2 separate regions of the Mus musculus genome follow, and region 2 is linked to region 1. A link is a contact called in public HiChIP or PLAC-seq data. All regions are on one chromosome and are shown on one strand. The core of a region is the stretch at or near the end of the contact, and the rest is flanking DNA. Distances in the headings are between cores, read along the strand shown. Region 1 has its middle 20 kb from the start of Pop5. Region 2 holds the start of Msi1 (musashi RNA-binding protein 1).

Region 1 (7,951 bases), core at 3,582-6,081:
TCCTTGGCTGGCCTAGAACTCTGAGCAACCTGGCCCTAGCACCTGAGTGTGCCACCATACCTGGAGAGAGTGGTTGCAGACAAACAGGCAGCTAGCATACAGAAATCACAGGGTTAGTCTCAGTGAAGGCTAGCTGAAGTCATTGCTGCTCCAGAACGAATGACCCTCAAGTGTAATAGCTTGTAACAGCAGCATCTATTTATTTACTTGTGAGACAGGGGCTTGCTATGGCTGCCCTGGCTGGCCTTGAACTCCTTCCTCAGCACAATTGATCGCCCTGTCTCAGGCTCCCTTAGCATCTGTTACAAACAGTGGTTCTGTGCGAACATTTATTACTTTGTATAGTCCCTATTTGCCTGCCTGCCTGCCTGCCTGCCTGCCTGCCTATCTATCTATCTATCTATCTATCTATCTATCTATCTATCTATCTATCTATCTATCTATTGTTTGCTTTTTTTTTGTTTTGTTTTGTTTTCTTTCTGAGACAGAGTTTCTCTGTATAGCCCTGGCTTCCTTGGTAGAGCAGGCTGTCCTTAAACCCAGAGATCTACCTGCCTCTGCTTCCTGACTGCCAGAATTAAAGGTGTGTACCACCAACATCAACACCTTGCTTGGTTTCTCTGAGTCGGGAGTCAGGAGTAACGAGGCTGGGTGTTGTGATGCATGAGGTTATAAGTGGTTATGAGTGGTCACATGGCAACTTGTGTTCTAACAACTGAGTGACATTGGCTGTTCTGGAGTCTAGTGGCTTTTCCTGGGGCTGGGCATGTGCCCTCAGGACCTGATGTTGGCTTCTACAGAAAGATCCATCAGAGATCAAGTCCCTGGGCTTATCTCAAAGCCTCTAGACTGTCACTTTCATATGTCCTAGGGGTTTGGGGGAGCCCTGATCAGCAAGGAAGGTGTAGCACTTGGGCGTGAAGACCAAGAGGCAGGACCTGCCTAAGACCTGCTTTGAACAACTGAGGACCTTATGAACAATGGGACGTCTACTGTAGTTCCAGCTAGCTGGGAGGCTGAAGAAGGAAGATTGCTTGATCCTTAGAGCTTAGATCAAGCTGAGCAATATCCCATCTCAAAAGCAAGGACTGGGCATGGTAATGCACACTTTTAATCTCAGTGCTTGGGAGGCAGAAGCAGGTGAATCTATGTGAGTCTGAGGCTAGCCTGGTCTACAGAGTGAGTTCCAGGACAGCCAGGGCTACACAGAGAAACCCTGTCTCTACAATCAAACAGTTTTACAGCCATGGCCACTGGGCTGACCTGATGGTGATTCTTCAGCAAGGATCCCTCTTTCATGTTGACTTTGGATTGTGTTGACAATAAAACTGACCAGAGGGAGCTGGAAAGGTGGCTCAGGGGTTAGAGCACATGACCCAGGTTCAATTCCCAGCACCCACATGGTGGCTCACAACTACCCATAACTCCAGTTCCAAGGGATCTGATGCCCTCTTCTGGCCTCTCTGGGCTCCTACACATATACACACTCAGGTGGGCACACCCACAAAGTTAAGTTTTGTTTTTTGTTTTGAAGAATGAAGCTATGAAATTCATGTATAAGCTTTTTGCATAAGTACACATCTCAGTTCTCTCGGGTAAACAGCGAGGAAAGAGAATTATGAGCAGAGATTGGTGCGTGCTCAGCTATATAAGGAGCAGCCAGCCTTCTCGACAGAACTGCCGATTCACGCTCCACGCCCTCACTGATACTGTCTGTTTAGATGGCTTGCTCAACTGAGAAATCCACCCTAACACATCTGCAAGGGTGTCTTAAGTTTCAATTTTAATTTGTACTTCCCTGCTAGCTAAAGATAACGGTGTCTTTTCTGAATGCGTCTGTTCAATCATTTTGCCTACTTAAAAAAAAATAAAAATAAGATTGGTGGCGCTGGAGGGGTGGCTCCGTGGTTAGAGCACCGGCTGCTCCTCCAGAGGACCTGGGTTCAATTCCTGGCACCCACATGGTAGAGCCCAGCTGTCCGGTAATTCCAGTTCCAGGTGATGTGACACCCTCTTCTGGTGTCCTAAAATACCAGGCATGCATGTGGTGCACATACATATATATGTGCAGGCACTCCTATACCTAACATAATAAATAAAAATGGGTTATTGTCCTGTGTGTGCACACACCACAAAGGAGGGGTAATTGGGAGGGGTAGAGAACAATTTTATGGAGTGAGTTTTTTTCCTTCCATTTTTACGTAGATAGGTTCCAGGAGTTGAACTTAGGGGGCTGAGCTCATGTGGCAAGTGCCTTTACCCTTTGAGCAACTTACAGGCACTGCCTGATGGGATGGGTTTTGTGTGTGTGTGTGTGTGTGTGGTGTGTGTGTATGTGTGTGTGTGTGTGTGTGTGTGTATGTGTTTGAGATGGGGTTTCTCTACATGACCCTGGCTGTCCTGGAACTCACTCCATAGACCAGGATGGGCTTCAACTCAGTAATCCCCCTGCCTCTACCTCCCAAATGTTGGGATTAAAAGTGCATAGGACTGCTACTGCCACTACCAGTTGCCATAACAAGAGTTCTTAATTCAACTGGGCGGTGGTGGCATACGTCTTTAATCCCAGCACTTGGGAGGTAGAGGCAGGTAGATTTCTGAGTTCGAAGCCAGCCTGGTCTACAGAGTGAGTTCCAGGCAGCCAGGGCTACAGAGAAACCCTGTCTCGAAAAACAAGCAAACCAAAAATACAGATTAGTAGAAAGTATTCATTATATGTATAGATACGTATGAATACACATGCATGCCAGCATATACTTAGAATTAAGAACTCCTTTGTTTGTTTGTTTGTTTGTTTGTTTGTTTTGAGACAGGGGGTTTCTCTGTATAGCCCTGGCTGTCCTGGAACTCAGTCTGTAGACCAGGCTGGCCTTGAACTCAGAAATCCGCCTGCCTCTGCCTCCCAAGTGCTGGATAAAAGGCGTGTGCCACCACCCCCGGGCATGTATTTTCTTTTTAAAAAGACTGACTTTTAGTGTTAAATTTATGTGTGTGTACGTGTGTGTGTGTGTGTGTGTGTGTGTGTGTGTGTGTGTGTGTGGTGTTTGTGTGCGTGCACGCACATGTGAATTCAGATGCCTGTGGAGCCCAGAGATGATGTGTTCCTGGGGACTGGAGGTACAGTAGTGAGCTACCTGGGGTTGGTGCTGGGAACTGAACTCAGGTCCTCTGTGAGAGCAGCATGTACAATTAACTGCTACAGTCTCTCCAGCCCTAATCTTCGCCTCCCCTCCCCCTCCTTGAGACAGAGTCTCACTATATAGTAGGGCTGGCTTTGAACTCCTGATCCTTCTGCCTTAGTCTTCCAAGTGCTGGGATTGCAGGCATGTGCCACTACACCTGGTAAAAACATGCTTTTGAGGTTCGTCTGCATTTTACCGTCTATAGGCATCCATTCCTTCTTATCCCTGAATACGACTTGATCACTGTATGGGTGTGCCTGAAGATATTTACCCTCTGTGTAGGCATTCTACGTTGTTGGTAGGATCTGGTGGTTTTAATTTGTGCTTTGACGTCGAGACATTTGAGCATCTTTGCATTTTTATTATTGGCCACTTGCGTATTTTCTTTTGTGAGAATTACTTTGCTTTTATTAAAATTCTTAACTGACTGTTTGACATCCTCACTTATCTAATGTGTGTCAATTCTAGCTACTCGGTACTGCCCCCTCCCACTACTTCAGAATACCCAATACAGCCCCTTTCCAACCCAACTTTACATCTGGATCTAGCCTGCCTTCCTTCCTTCCTTTTTTCCTTCCTTCCTTCCTTCTCCCCTTTTTTATAACCACCGGTCCAATTTATTTGCCACCGCCCCGTGTTGTACTGGTGATCGAACCCAGGCCTTGCCAAATAATCTTGTAAGCATGTGTTGGAAGCTCTCCTCTGACCCCCAGATACAGCCGTAAGCACGACTCTGCGTGGGGTCCCCATGCGCCAAGTGCTTCTTTGGCTCTAGAAGGAGAGCAGGCCTAGTGTATTCTTAGAAAAACAATTGGGGCTTTGTCCACCTCCGGATTCCTGCTCAAGCCCGGGTCTTGGGAGACCCTGGCTCATTATCTCTGGAACCTCAGTGTCAGTTGAATAGATGGGGCTCAATCTGGGAGGGCTTTGCGGAAGAAGCGGCTTCTGTGTGGAGCAGCTCCTGGTGCTCGCTCTATCCTGTAGGATAGTCCGGGTTTGCCATCTCAAGCGTATAAGCATGTTGACACCCTCTGACTCTGCTCAGCAGCCAAATGGGTGGGGGTGACGAGGACAAGCCTGGTGGGAGGGGGGACGAGGAGAGTTTGAACTTGAACCCCGACCCGCACACAAATACCTTCTGCCCCTCAGAGCCTGGCTATGGATTGGGGCTCGGTCTTTCTATTCCCTTTGCCCTTTGCCCGGCTCCTCTCTTTCTTGAGGACATCTGTATGGGATAGTGATGGGATGACAGAGAAGCTAGCCCAGCCTGGGCTTACTTGGGATCACTAGATAGCATGCAAAAGATGCTCCCGCAGGGAGCAACCCTGCAAACCCCCTGAGCCCCCCCCCCTCCACCCTCCGCGCCCCTGTAGTTGGGACTGAGCCGGAATCTGTGGGGAAAGGAGCGGGATTTCGGCTAAATATAAACCAGGCTGTTCCAGAATCCAAATAGAACAAAGGAGCAGGGTGCTAAGTTGATTTTTATAAATAAAGAGAGAGGGAGTGAGAGAATATTTTTTCGAGATGTTTAATAAAATCGCCTTGTGAAGAGTCAGGAAAATCACTGGGCTGCGGTGGGAGGGTTCGGAGGAAGACAGGAGGGAGGAGAGAGTGGGGGATGGGGCTTCCTGGCTGCTGGGATCGGTCCCTTTCCTGCCATCCGGGAATGGTGGTGGTGAAGACTGGGCGGAGAGGTAAGGGGAGAGCCAGGAGGGTCCCCGAAGGAGGAGAGCAGGGAGCGTTGCCAGACCTAACGGTTACTGTATCCTGAGCGTCGGCTGGATGCTCTCTGCTTGGTCCCCTGCCGCATCCGGAGCTGTGTGCTGTAACCCCGGCCATGCTCTGACTTCGCCTCTTCCCTCTCTGCTCTTGGCAGCGCGGCTCCCTGCACCAAACTCACTCAGCCAGGACTCAGAATAAATGGCACTTTCTCTTTTGTTGTTTTTTTGGTTTTGTTTTTTTTTGTTTGTTTGTTTGTTTGTTTTTTGGGTTTTGGGTTTTTTTGTTGTTGTTGTTGTTGTTGTTGTTTTTGTTTTTGTTTTTTTTTTTGAGCAAAAGCCTCTCTCTATGTAGCCCTGGCTATCCTAGAACTCGCCATAAAGACCAGGCTGGCCTCAAATCCACAGAGATCCAGCCACTTCTGCCTCAGTATCTTCTGCCTCAGTATGCCGGGATTGAAGGTGTACACCACCATGCCCTGCCTGGAATGTCACTTTCTTTCTGATCACCCTATTCAAAAAGAAACCACCTCTCTCCTCTGAAGTGTGGATCACATTCCCTTGTTCCGTGACTTTTGGTTAACCCTTCGGAAATTACTTGCTTGCTTACTATGTCTGTGCACACCCCACAACCCCCCCACCAAAATAAAAGTTCCCCAAAGACAGAGGCTGTAGTCACCTACTACATAGTGCTGGGTCCTGTGGAACATAAGAGAGATTACTTAGTATTTAGAGAGACCAAGGGTCTAGCCCAAGGTCACACAGGAAATGACAGATCCAGGTAAGAACCCAAGTTTGTCAGGCAACCTGAATGCATGGCCTGTCATACCATGGGAGGAATTTTAAGGGGCTCCATGAGCAACCCTGGAACAGCAAAGGGTGTAGGGACCAGGGAGGCCAAAATCTTACCTAAACATTTCTCCTTAAATAATATACACGGGGCAGGCTGGGTGGCACACAACCTTAATCCCAGCACTCAGGAGTCAGAAGCAGGCAGATCTCTGTGAGTTGGAGGCCAGCCTGGTCTACACAGGGAGTTCCAGGACAGCCAGGGCTGCATAGAGAGACACTCTGTCTAGAAAGAAAGAAAGAAAGAAAGAAAGAAAGAAAGAAAGAAAGAAAGAAAGAAAGAAAGAAAGAAAGAGAAAGAAAAAGAGAGAAAGAAAGAAAGAAAGAAAGAAAGAAAGAAAGAAAGAAAGAAAGAAAGAGGAAGAAGGAAGGAAGGAAAAAAGAGAAAAAAGGGAAGAAAAAGAAAGGAAGAAGAAAGAGAAAGAAAGAAGGAAAGAAAGAAAAAGAAAGAAGGAAGGGAAGGAAGGAAGTAAGGAAGGAAGGAAGGAAGGAAGAAAGAAAGAAAGAAAGAAAGAAAGAAAGAAAGAAAGAAAGGAAGGAAGAAAGAAAGAAGAGAGAGAGAACAAACATGCATGATCAAGAGGGGGCTCGGCAGGTAAAGCCACTGCTACCACATCTAAGGATCTGAGGCAGGTCCTTGGGACGCCACGCGTGGAGAGAACACACTCCTGCCAGCTGTCCTCTGACCTCCATGTGCACCCTGGGCACGCACACCCCACTCTCATGAATAATGAACACAGTTTAATAAGAGGAAGACAGCAGTGCACCAGATAGAGAGATGGGGGCTGGAGAGATGGTGAATCAGCTTCCAGAGCTTCTGCAGAAGGCTCCAGTTCGGTTCCCAGCACCCACCCGGCACCTCAGGACCCCAGTTCCAGGGGAATGACGCTGCCACCCCTGGCCTCTGAGGGCATCTGCGTTCACCTAGACATGCACAGACACACTTGTACACATCATAAACATAAACCTAAAAATGTAAAGAAACGATAAGCTTTTTTTTTTTTTTTTTTTTTGATTTGAGACAAGGTCTCACCATGTGCCTTAAACTCCAGATTCTGTCTGCTAAGCACTGGGATTAAAGGCGTGAGGTAGTGTGCCTGAATTAGTCATCTTTATGAGCAGGCTGGGGGTGTAGCTCAGTTGGTAAAGTGCTTGCCTGCCTATCAAGTTTCTATCCCCGTTACCACACAAGCCCAGCAAGGCTGCACACACCCATCATTCCTGTCCCCGGGGATCTGGATGGTGGAGGCAGGAGGATCAGAGGTTGTAAGTCATCCTCATCTGTGTAGTGAGTTCAAGGCCAGCCTGGGCTACATGAGATCCTGTTTAAAAATAAAACAAGAAAACCTGATCTTGGGGGGCTAGGTGGGGGCGGGTTGTGTTGCCAGGCATAGGAGGGTAGCAGGTAGTATCTCCCCCCAGGAGCTAACTAGACAAGCAGAAAACACCGGCTCCCTGTGTGCTCGATTCTTTTGCTTCCACACACAGCATCTGCTTTTGTCCTTGGGCCTCTGGCAAAATGACAGTCTTTCTGCCGAAGACAGATTCTACCATATGGGGTACAGTGTGGCCTTGGACAAGCCACATGGTTCTCTCCCGGACTGTGTTTCCGGGGTTCCTGTTTATGACGGATGGTGAAACTCATTTGCAAAGGCTGGAGACATTAGAGGTCAGGATTTCAGGCTTCAAGGTCACGGCAGGTGTGGTCAGACCAAGGGAAGCCATTCTTCTTGTCATTCTGGATTATAGGACAGTGGAGCGTTGAGCACAGGGGCTGTAGCTGCCATAGTTAGAGCTGGGCACTGGATTCTGACTCTTCATACAATTCCTTAGAGTAGGTAAGGTTACCATCAGCACCACCACCACCACCACCACCATCATCATCATCTCCATTTTATGAATGAGGCTCTCATGAGTGAAGGTAATAGGGTCACAGGAATTGGCAGAGCTTGGGCTTCTGGGATGGCTCAGCCACCAAAGGTGTTTACCACCAAGCCTGAGGGCCTGGGGTTGATCCATGAACATACATGGTAGAAGGAGAGAATTGACTCCTGAAAACTATCCTCTTACCTGTACACGTGCTCTGTGATGTGAGTGTATGCACACGCATACACACACACACACACACACACAGAGATACACACACAGACACACCCACAGACTTAGACACAGACACATACATGCATGTGCATGCAGACACAC
Region 2 (7,951 bases), core at 2,164-4,663, 210 kb before region 1:
ACTTAAGAAATGGGCTACAGGGCAAGGTTATTAATCCTCGTAGACCTCTCTAAGCCTCAGTCCACGCATCTGCAGAGTGGGGACAATCACACCCACTCCTCCGGAGGGCAGCTGCGGGGGATTCAAATGAGATAAAGGTTGAAAGCGGCCCTTTGTCAATGTCCCTCCGCTGCACAAACAAAGGTGCCATTACCAGGTTACCTTTGCCCTTGACGAAACCAGGACACACCTGGGTACCATGCCTAGGTGCTCTAGCCCTGCTGACAGACAGTAAGAAACAGAACACCAGGTACTCTGCGACCGAGACAGGACCCGTGAGGCCTGGTCGTGACAATTCTTGCTGTTCACACGGATGGACATCGTTTAGAAGTTACCAGCCAATCACAGGCGAGATCTATCTTTTTCCTGAAGTTCCTTCTGTTCAAAACTCAGGATTCTAGACAACTGGCCCCAGCCTCCCTCTGCCCACATGGCATGAACCAGGAAGCCACCTTCTGCCAGCTCCCCTCCGGAATCTGCCCAGAGACGGATCTCCAAAGCCCGCACTAGGGCAATGTCCCTCCTATAGCCGGGTCCTGTGATCTCTAGGGGAAACCAAACCCACCCAACTGTTCATCTGAGGTTGTGATTTCATACAACCTCACCCTCCTTCTTCCAGAAGCAGCCACCTACCTCCAACAGCCCCCTGAACAGACCCTGATGGAGAGACGGCCACACTCCCCCAGACTCACACACAGAAAATCTCCAACACACACACACACACCACACACACACACACCCTCCACTCTGACTCACAGCTGGCAACATAAATAAGGCCCAACAAGTAAATAAAAGGTGAAATTCAGATCCCAAAATAGACTCTTTCCCGCCCCCTTTCCCCAGCCCAGAGATGCTAAACACAGACAAAGCCCTTTCGGTTGGCAGTCTCCATATCTTAAGGATGTCCCCCTCAGCATCCTCCCCCCTCCAACCCCCTTATCAATCTTGGACGCCTCCAGCTCCCCACCACCACCCCAGCACTCAGCTTCCTGAGAGCAGCAGAAGCCATCGGTGCATTCTGAGGACAGGGGACGGTAGGAAAACAGGCAGCTTGACGGTAGATAATCGTCAAAAACAATAGGCCACTGTCTCTTCTCTCCCCAGCCTGGGTCACTTGGGCTGAGCCAGGAAGAGCCTTTCAGAACAGGCAAAGTCGAGGCCTGGCTTCATTTGCTCATTACTGTGTGCGGGAGTGGGAGCCACTGGGCAGAGATAACAGGAGCTGGGGACAGACGGTAATTTAACAAATTCTTGGGGCACAACCAGCCATTGTTGCAGGTAAACAGGAGCTAGTAACTGGCCCAAGCAGGGAGGCCCAGGGCTGGGGAAGAAAGAATGGGGGAGTGTGGAGAGAGGTCACATTGTCCCGGTCCTCCCCACCCTTGGCAGACAGACACCCCCCATCATCAAGTGAGCCTCTTCCTCTGCTTTTCTCCTTTGCCTTCTGGAACCCCTGAGCTGGCCTCCGCCAGCGCCCCCTGCAGGGTCCAAGACACTGGGAACACTGGGAAAGAAGCAAAATGTTCCAGGAGTTTGAATACCAAACAGGCAGGGTCTCCTAAGATCTGGTCGACAGAGCACTTTTTTTCCCCCTATTTCCAATTTCCTTGCAAGCTAGCTCCCTGTTCATAAATACCCTGTAAGGATAAAGAAGGTTCGTGTCTTCTACAAAAGCAAGGAGCTCACTGACCAAAGTCCGGGAAGGAGAAGGGGGGGGGGGAGCGGGAGGGCTCTGTGATGCTTTGCCATTGGTCTGGAATGGAAAAGGGGGTGTCACAGAGTCAAATAGTAGTTAGATTTCAGAGAAGCCACCGTGGGTAACTGTAGCCCTGACTCATTCAATCTGGGGGTAGGATAGGGGCCCGGCTCCACCCCAAAGCCAGAAGTACCAAGATTAGTACTCACAGAGAAAGAGTAGTAGTTGCTGCGTCCCTCACCAACACTGGAGGTGGGGCGTGTGGCATCTTATCCCAGGCCTGAGATTTTTTTTTTTCCTTTCCTCCCTCTGTCCCTAACTCCACTGACAAACTTTCAGGGCATGACAGCTTTCTCACTCTGCAAACTCCATGCAACTGTCCCCACGAGAGAGAGTTCCCGGATCGCTCTCCTCCGGCAGCCTCCCTCTCCCAAAGGACCCCCGAAACCCCGAGGGTCACTCACTGTTTTGGAGTCGAGCTCGTGCCGCGATTGCGCCAGCACTTTATCCACCCCCGCCTGGTCCATGAAAGTGACGAAGCCGAAACCCCTGCGCCGGTAGTGAGGGAGAGGCAGATGGTTACAAGGACAGCGAGTGGCCTCGGCGGGAGGGGCGAGCGCGGTGGCAGGAGAGGTCTCCGGGACTCACCTGGATCTTTTGGTCAGGGGGTCCCGCATCACCAGACACTCTTTCACCTCCCCGAACTGGCCGAAGTATTCGCGCAGCCCTTCTGTAACCACACACTCGCCTTCGGACCAGCCCAGGCCCGGAGCCCTTCCCCCTCCTCCCCCGTCCTTTGCCCCTGGTGACCCCGGCGCGGCCCCGCCGCCCCCGCGCCGAGCTGCCCGCGCGCACTCTCCGCGGCCGGCCCCCCCACCCCTGCCCTCGCCGGGGATTGGGGAGGGGGGTCCCGCAGAGCCTTCCTGGCGCCCACCGGGGCCTCGGCAAGGCAAGGGCCGGGGCCGGGCTGGAGTAGGGGACCGCTCAGGTTGGGTTCCCGCCGCTCCGGGAGCAGCCTCAACAAAAGTTTGAGCCGCAGGTGCGAGCGGAGTTGGAGCTGCCGCTGGCGGGTCCCGGGGGCCCAGCCCGCCCCCCCCGATGCCCCCTCAACCCGCCCCCCACCCCCCACAACTGCTCCCCAACCCGCGCCGGGCCGTGCGCGCTCGCCGAGCGTGCTGCGCTCTCGGGGTCCCCGGGGCGGGGCGCGGAAGAGGGCACGAGGGCGCCCGGGGTCAGCGGGGCGCGGGGCCGGGCAGGGGCGTCCGGGCTTGGGGTGCCGCAAGGGGTGCAGGGTGGCGGTGCGGGGGCCGGCGGGCGATCCCTGGGCTGGCTCACCCTGCGTGGTCTGCCAACTGAGTCCTCCGATGAACATCTTGCTGCGGGAGGAGCAGAGACACAAAGGGCCCGCGTGAGCGCCGGGCGCCAGGGAGCAGGGGGCGCGGGCCCGAGCCCCGGGGAGGCCCCGGCCCGACCCGGATCGGCCATGTTGGCGGGGCCGGGGCGGACGCGGGCTGGGCAGGCTGGGCCGGGCCGGGCCGGACCGTACCAGGGGTCGTGCGGCGAGTCCGGGGAGGCGAGGCCGGGCTGGGGCGCGTCAGTCTCCATCGGGAGCCGCGGGCGGCGCGGGCAGCGGAGCGGCGGCGGCGGCGGCGGCGGCGGCGCTCGGCGCGGGGCAGATGAGGAGCGCGGCGAAGGGGGCCGGACGGACAGGCCATGCTGCCCCCTCCCCCGACCCCGCTCGGGCGGGCGGGCGGGGACGGCCAAGGGGAGGGCCCGCCGGGGGCCGACCTGCCGGCTCCTCCCCCCGCCGCCCTGCGCGCATAAAGCCCGGCGCGCGCCCGGGCGCCCGCGGAGGCGGCGGCGCTGGGACCCCCCTCCCCACTTCCCTCGGGGTTCCTGTGTGTCCGGGGGGTGAGCGAGCTCCCCTGATTCCTGGTGCGGGCTCGGGCCTGGGGCGCGGCCGCACCCCTCACCCACAGCGGCGCGGGGGCCCAGCCGTGGGGAACGCCCTCCCGGGATGAAGCGCTTCCCGGTGCGTTCAAGGTAGCTCGGCTTCGGATGGGGGAACCCTCCCTAGTCCTTCCTCCCTGGTCCTCGCTATTGAGAATTTAGAAGGTGCCCCCAATCTTCCTGGGTCGGGTTGGAGATAGCTCAGTGCCCCCCAACACCTTCCAACTGGTAAGAAACCTCTCCCAGTCCGAGCGAGGAGTTGCCCTTGGAGACCCCCAGTTTCTCCTGAACCTAATTTAGACTGCCTTGACGACAGTCTCCAGTCCATTCCTAGTTTCCCACGTCCAATTTGGGGAGCCCTCGTAGTGCCTTGCGTCCCGAGTGGGGAGCATTTATCAGCAACACTAGTAGAATCTTTCCCAGTTTTGTTTGCCCCTCCTCGGCCCTTGCTGTCCAAATTAAGTGTGCCTTGTAACTCCCCTAAACCCCTTTTCTCCACACCTGGGACCCCTATGGTCAGCTGAGAGAATGCCCAGCCTCGAGCCAGGTTTCCCAAGTTGTCACCTCCCCGGCCTTCTGTGGGCACCTCCTCCTGTCTCACTTCCAGCCCCTTTCGGACTGTCTGGAGTGGGGGGAAACTGATTCCAAACACTTGCCCGCTGGCAGGGTCCCCAATGAAGTGGAGAGAGAAGTCGGTGTCTCGGAGATTCCAGGCTGTGCACCCTCCAAGTGACTCCCTTTCATCTGGGGTCCTAGCTCCCTTCCATTTGATTTGGAAGAACCTGGGCTGACTCTCCACCAGGTTTAGAGTTAACTTCCCTTGTAAATAATTTCCTTCTATGAAGCCAAACTCCTGTCTTCTTCCCTCTAACTCCTGGCTCTTTAGCATCACCTCCTAGTACTTGAACCCCATGTCTCTTCATTCACCCCCATAAACTCCTTCTCTCCAGCCTGGGAAGACCAAGAAAGTCCCTTATATATGACAAGAGGCAGATTCACCCTCCTCCCTCAAGACCAAGGGATGTCTTCACTTCCCTGGTTGAAACCACGATAGAAATGGTCCAAACAGGAGGCTAAGGTGCCTTTACAAGCCCCACCCTACCACTTTACCCCACCCCCACCCCGCATCCCTATCTCCTCCCTTCCTTACATCCACCCAGGTTGACTCAGTAGCCACCTGTGTGCAGGACCAATCCTGCACTCTTTCTCCTTTGTGATAATGTGTGCCCCTGGTCCTGGCACCCCAACCTAGAGGTGCTTTCCTGTTCCTCCTAGCACGCACCCCTCCCCCCAGCCATCACACCCCAGAGAGAGAGTGAGCCCCTTTTAAGTTTCCTTAGGAACCTTGTGGGAAAGCTCAGCAGGTATATCCGGCCATCGGGTACAAACAAATTTGCCATTTCCCTATTTGTCTCCTCCTACTCTCCCAGGTTCTCAGTGTCCCCTAGATTGGGAGGTGGGGACCATCCTATACTTAACCACCTTGATCTAAGCTGGAACTTGAGGTGTGTCGTGTGTGTGTGTGTGTGTGTGTGTGTGTGTGTGTGTGTGTGTGTGTGTGAGAGAGAGAGAGAGAGAGAGAGAGAGAGAGAGAGAGAGAGGTCAGCAGGTAACCACTCCCTGTGCCCAGTGTTAGTGACCTGATTCTTCCTAGAACTTCTGGTTCTTTGTGTATAAAATGTTCTGAGACATGCTGGGAAGGGAAGGGCAGATCTGTGTGTGAGTGCGTGTGAACACTGGCTTGTGTGCTTATGTTTTTGGCAGGTGGCTCAGAGGCTGGCAGATAGTAGGCATGGTTTGTTCAGGGCCAGCCAAGACTGTAAGCAGTCACTTAAGATAGCATCCTCTATTGGTATCTTCAGTACCCTGGAGCAGAAAGCCTGTACCTCCTTGTATCAATAACTAGCTTGTAGCACCGAGGTACTGAGTGACTCCAGTCCACTCCCATAGCAGGTTTGTTGTTACCTAGCTGGTTCAGTTGGCTCTGCTCACAAGGGACAACAAATCCTTGTCAGGGTGGCCCTCCTGGGACAATGCATGATCCTCAGAGTAAATTGAGGATCTGGGCAGTATTGGGGGGTCCTTCCATCACAGGGGCGCAGACTTGAATTGGGAGATTAGAAGACGTAGCCCCAGCTCCTTCTCTCCATTCTCTCCAGCACTACATACACGAGTTCACTCCATGAATGAAAAAAATTTGCTTTATAATGCCTTTCAATCCTCTTGAGAAAGACATCCAGGACAAGTGAGTGACATTGCACCCAGCAACCGACCGAGATGACACAGCCTGGGTCAAATAGTCACAGAACACCTACCTTCTAGCCACTACCGCAGAGGCACAGGAATCATCACAGCCACCATGATGACGGCTGATTTGTGCCAACAAAAATCCGATGAATGTGTAGGAGCACGGTTAAGTGTTGTGGAGAAGGGATGAGGAGGTTGGGAGGTAAGGGGGAGAGCTGCCGATGTATCTATTTATGTAGCTTGGCCTGCCCTGGAACTCTTGATCCTCCTGCCTCAGCCTCCTAAGTGCCAGGGTTACAGGTCTGAGACACCACACTTGATTTGATGTCCAGTTTTGATTTCTATACTTGGTTTAGTGTGTTTGTTCACACACTGCGTGGCCCACAGAAGGAAGCCGGAGGAGGACAATTCTCAAAAGTCAGTTTCCTCTTATCGTGAGGGTCCTAAGGACCAACCAAGCTGGGAAGGTCAGGTCTGGCAGCGAATGCTTTTGCCATCTTCCTGGGTCTTTCTACTTAATTTTAAGTCAGCAGAGCACTCTCGAGGAAGGAGATGACTACATGAATCCACTGTGTTATCCAGAACTTTTTGGGTTGCTTGGTTTTGGTTGCTTTCGAGACAGAGCTTCTCTGTGTATCCCTGGCTGTCCTGAAACTCGCTCTGTAGACCAGGCTAGTCTCAAACTCAAGGCAATCCTCCTGCCTCATCTTTCAAGCGCTGGTGTTACAGACATGTAGCACCATGCCCAGCAGCAGAAGTCTGATATCAGCACTTTTTTTGTTGTTTGTTTTGTTTTGTTTTTTGTTTTTTCAAGACAGGGTTTCTCTGTATAGCCCTGGCTGTCCTGGAGCTCACTTTGTAGACCAGGCTGGCCTCGAACTCAGAAATCCGCCTGCCTCTGCCCCCCCCCCCCCCCGAGTGCTGAGATTAAAGGCATGCGCCACCATGCCCGGCTAGCATTTTTTTTAAAAAGGAGTTCACTCTCCAACAGTGTCGATAACTCAGGTCTCCCGGGGCAGGTTTTAAGGAAACACTACTTTAAAACAAACTAACTTGAGCTTTTGGGAGCAACTGCAGAACAGAAGGCTAGATTTTAATATGTTTGCTTTTTGTTGGTATAGGATTTAGTTTAAAACGTTTTGATGTATTGTTGTGTCTTGTGGGAGCGTGAGGGGCACGCCATGCCATGTCACACATGTGAAAACTGAAGGACAACTTTGGGGGTGGGTGTTCTTTCCACTGCTACCCCAGGGGTTATACCCCAACATCTGGCACCTTTATGTGGCTCTTGGCTGGAACTCAGATCCTCACAATTGTGACAGAGCTCAGGCTAGCCTTGAGCTCCTCACCAACCCATCTCTGCCTCCCAAGTCCCAGAATATTCAAGTATTCACTGATACAGTATCAGTGAAGAGCCATGATCTATCTTGGTGGTTGCTATAAAGTTGCACTCTTCAAGTTTTGCCTCTGCACCCTTCCCTTCTTGACACCATTGATCTCTCTACTGTTCCACAGTAGTTTCTCCTCTAGAATGCCTAGCACCTTTTAGGAGGCATACCATACATTGCCATCCTTGGAGTAGTAGTATGCATTTGAGGTCCCGCCATATATTTCCATCCATCCATCCATCTATCCAGTCATCCATCCATCCATCTATCCAGTCATCCATCCATCCATCCCTCATCTACTTACTTACTTATAGACAAGGTCTCATCATGTAGCTCACCACACATGAATTTCGATATAGATCAGGCTGCCCTTGAACTCCTAGAGATCTCTCCCTCTGCCTCCTGAGAGCTTCCGAAAAGGCGTGTGACACCACGCCCGGCCCACTCCTTTTCAGTGCTGAATAATATTCCATTTCTTGCATGTCCCTGTTTATTCTTTGTGGCTGCTTTCAAGTTTCGGCAATTTATAAACGAAGCTGCCGTGACAGCCATGTGCAGTTTTTTTTTCCGGTGTGCAGACATTGACTTTTAATCTGCTTTTTATTGTTGTTGTTCTAAATTTTTCTCTCCT

The links. HiChIP or PLAC-seq counts read pairs in DNA pulled down with a chosen protein or histone mark.
Region 2: an H3K27ac HiChIP or PLAC-seq map of embryonic brain shows a contact between it and region 1, with 2.5 times the contacts expected there. The contact joins the promoter of Msi1 here to the enhancer-like site in region 1. A contact is called at or near these places in 2 of 39 promoter capture datasets (hematopoietic stem and progenitor cells and liver), 3 of 484 Hi-C or Micro-C datasets (the G1E-ER4 cell line, bone marrow-derived macrophages and erythroblasts), 3 of 115 datasets of contacts at active chromatin or transcription factors (embryonic brain, embryonic stem cells and fetal liver) and 3 of 9 other capture datasets (adipose tissue, liver and pancreatic islet).

What each region holds. Positions count from the first base shown.
Region 1 is chr5:115,212,016-115,219,966 of GRCm38.p6, reverse strand. No RefSeq gene overlaps it. Among named protein-coding and RNA genes, the nearest start is that of Pop5, 20 kb to the left of the region's middle. Within about 2 kb of position 4,831, at least 74 of the 459 cell types and tissues checked have an H3K27ac peak or open chromatin away from gene starts, as enhancers often do. A contact at or near this core is called in embryonic brain, where this site is marked.
Region 2 is chr5:115,425,137-115,433,087 of GRCm38.p6, reverse strand. It overlaps Msi1 (musashi RNA-binding protein 1), which reads right to left and starts at 3,413. Exons shown (of 15, transcript NM_008629.2): 1 at 3,282-3,413; 2 at 3,071-3,111; 3 at 2,384-2,465; 4 at 2,200-2,284. The coding sequence starts at 3,340. A930005G22Rik (RIKEN cDNA A930005G22 gene) reads left to right here and starts at 3,584. Exons shown (of 2, transcript NR_168295.1): 1 at 3,584-3,778.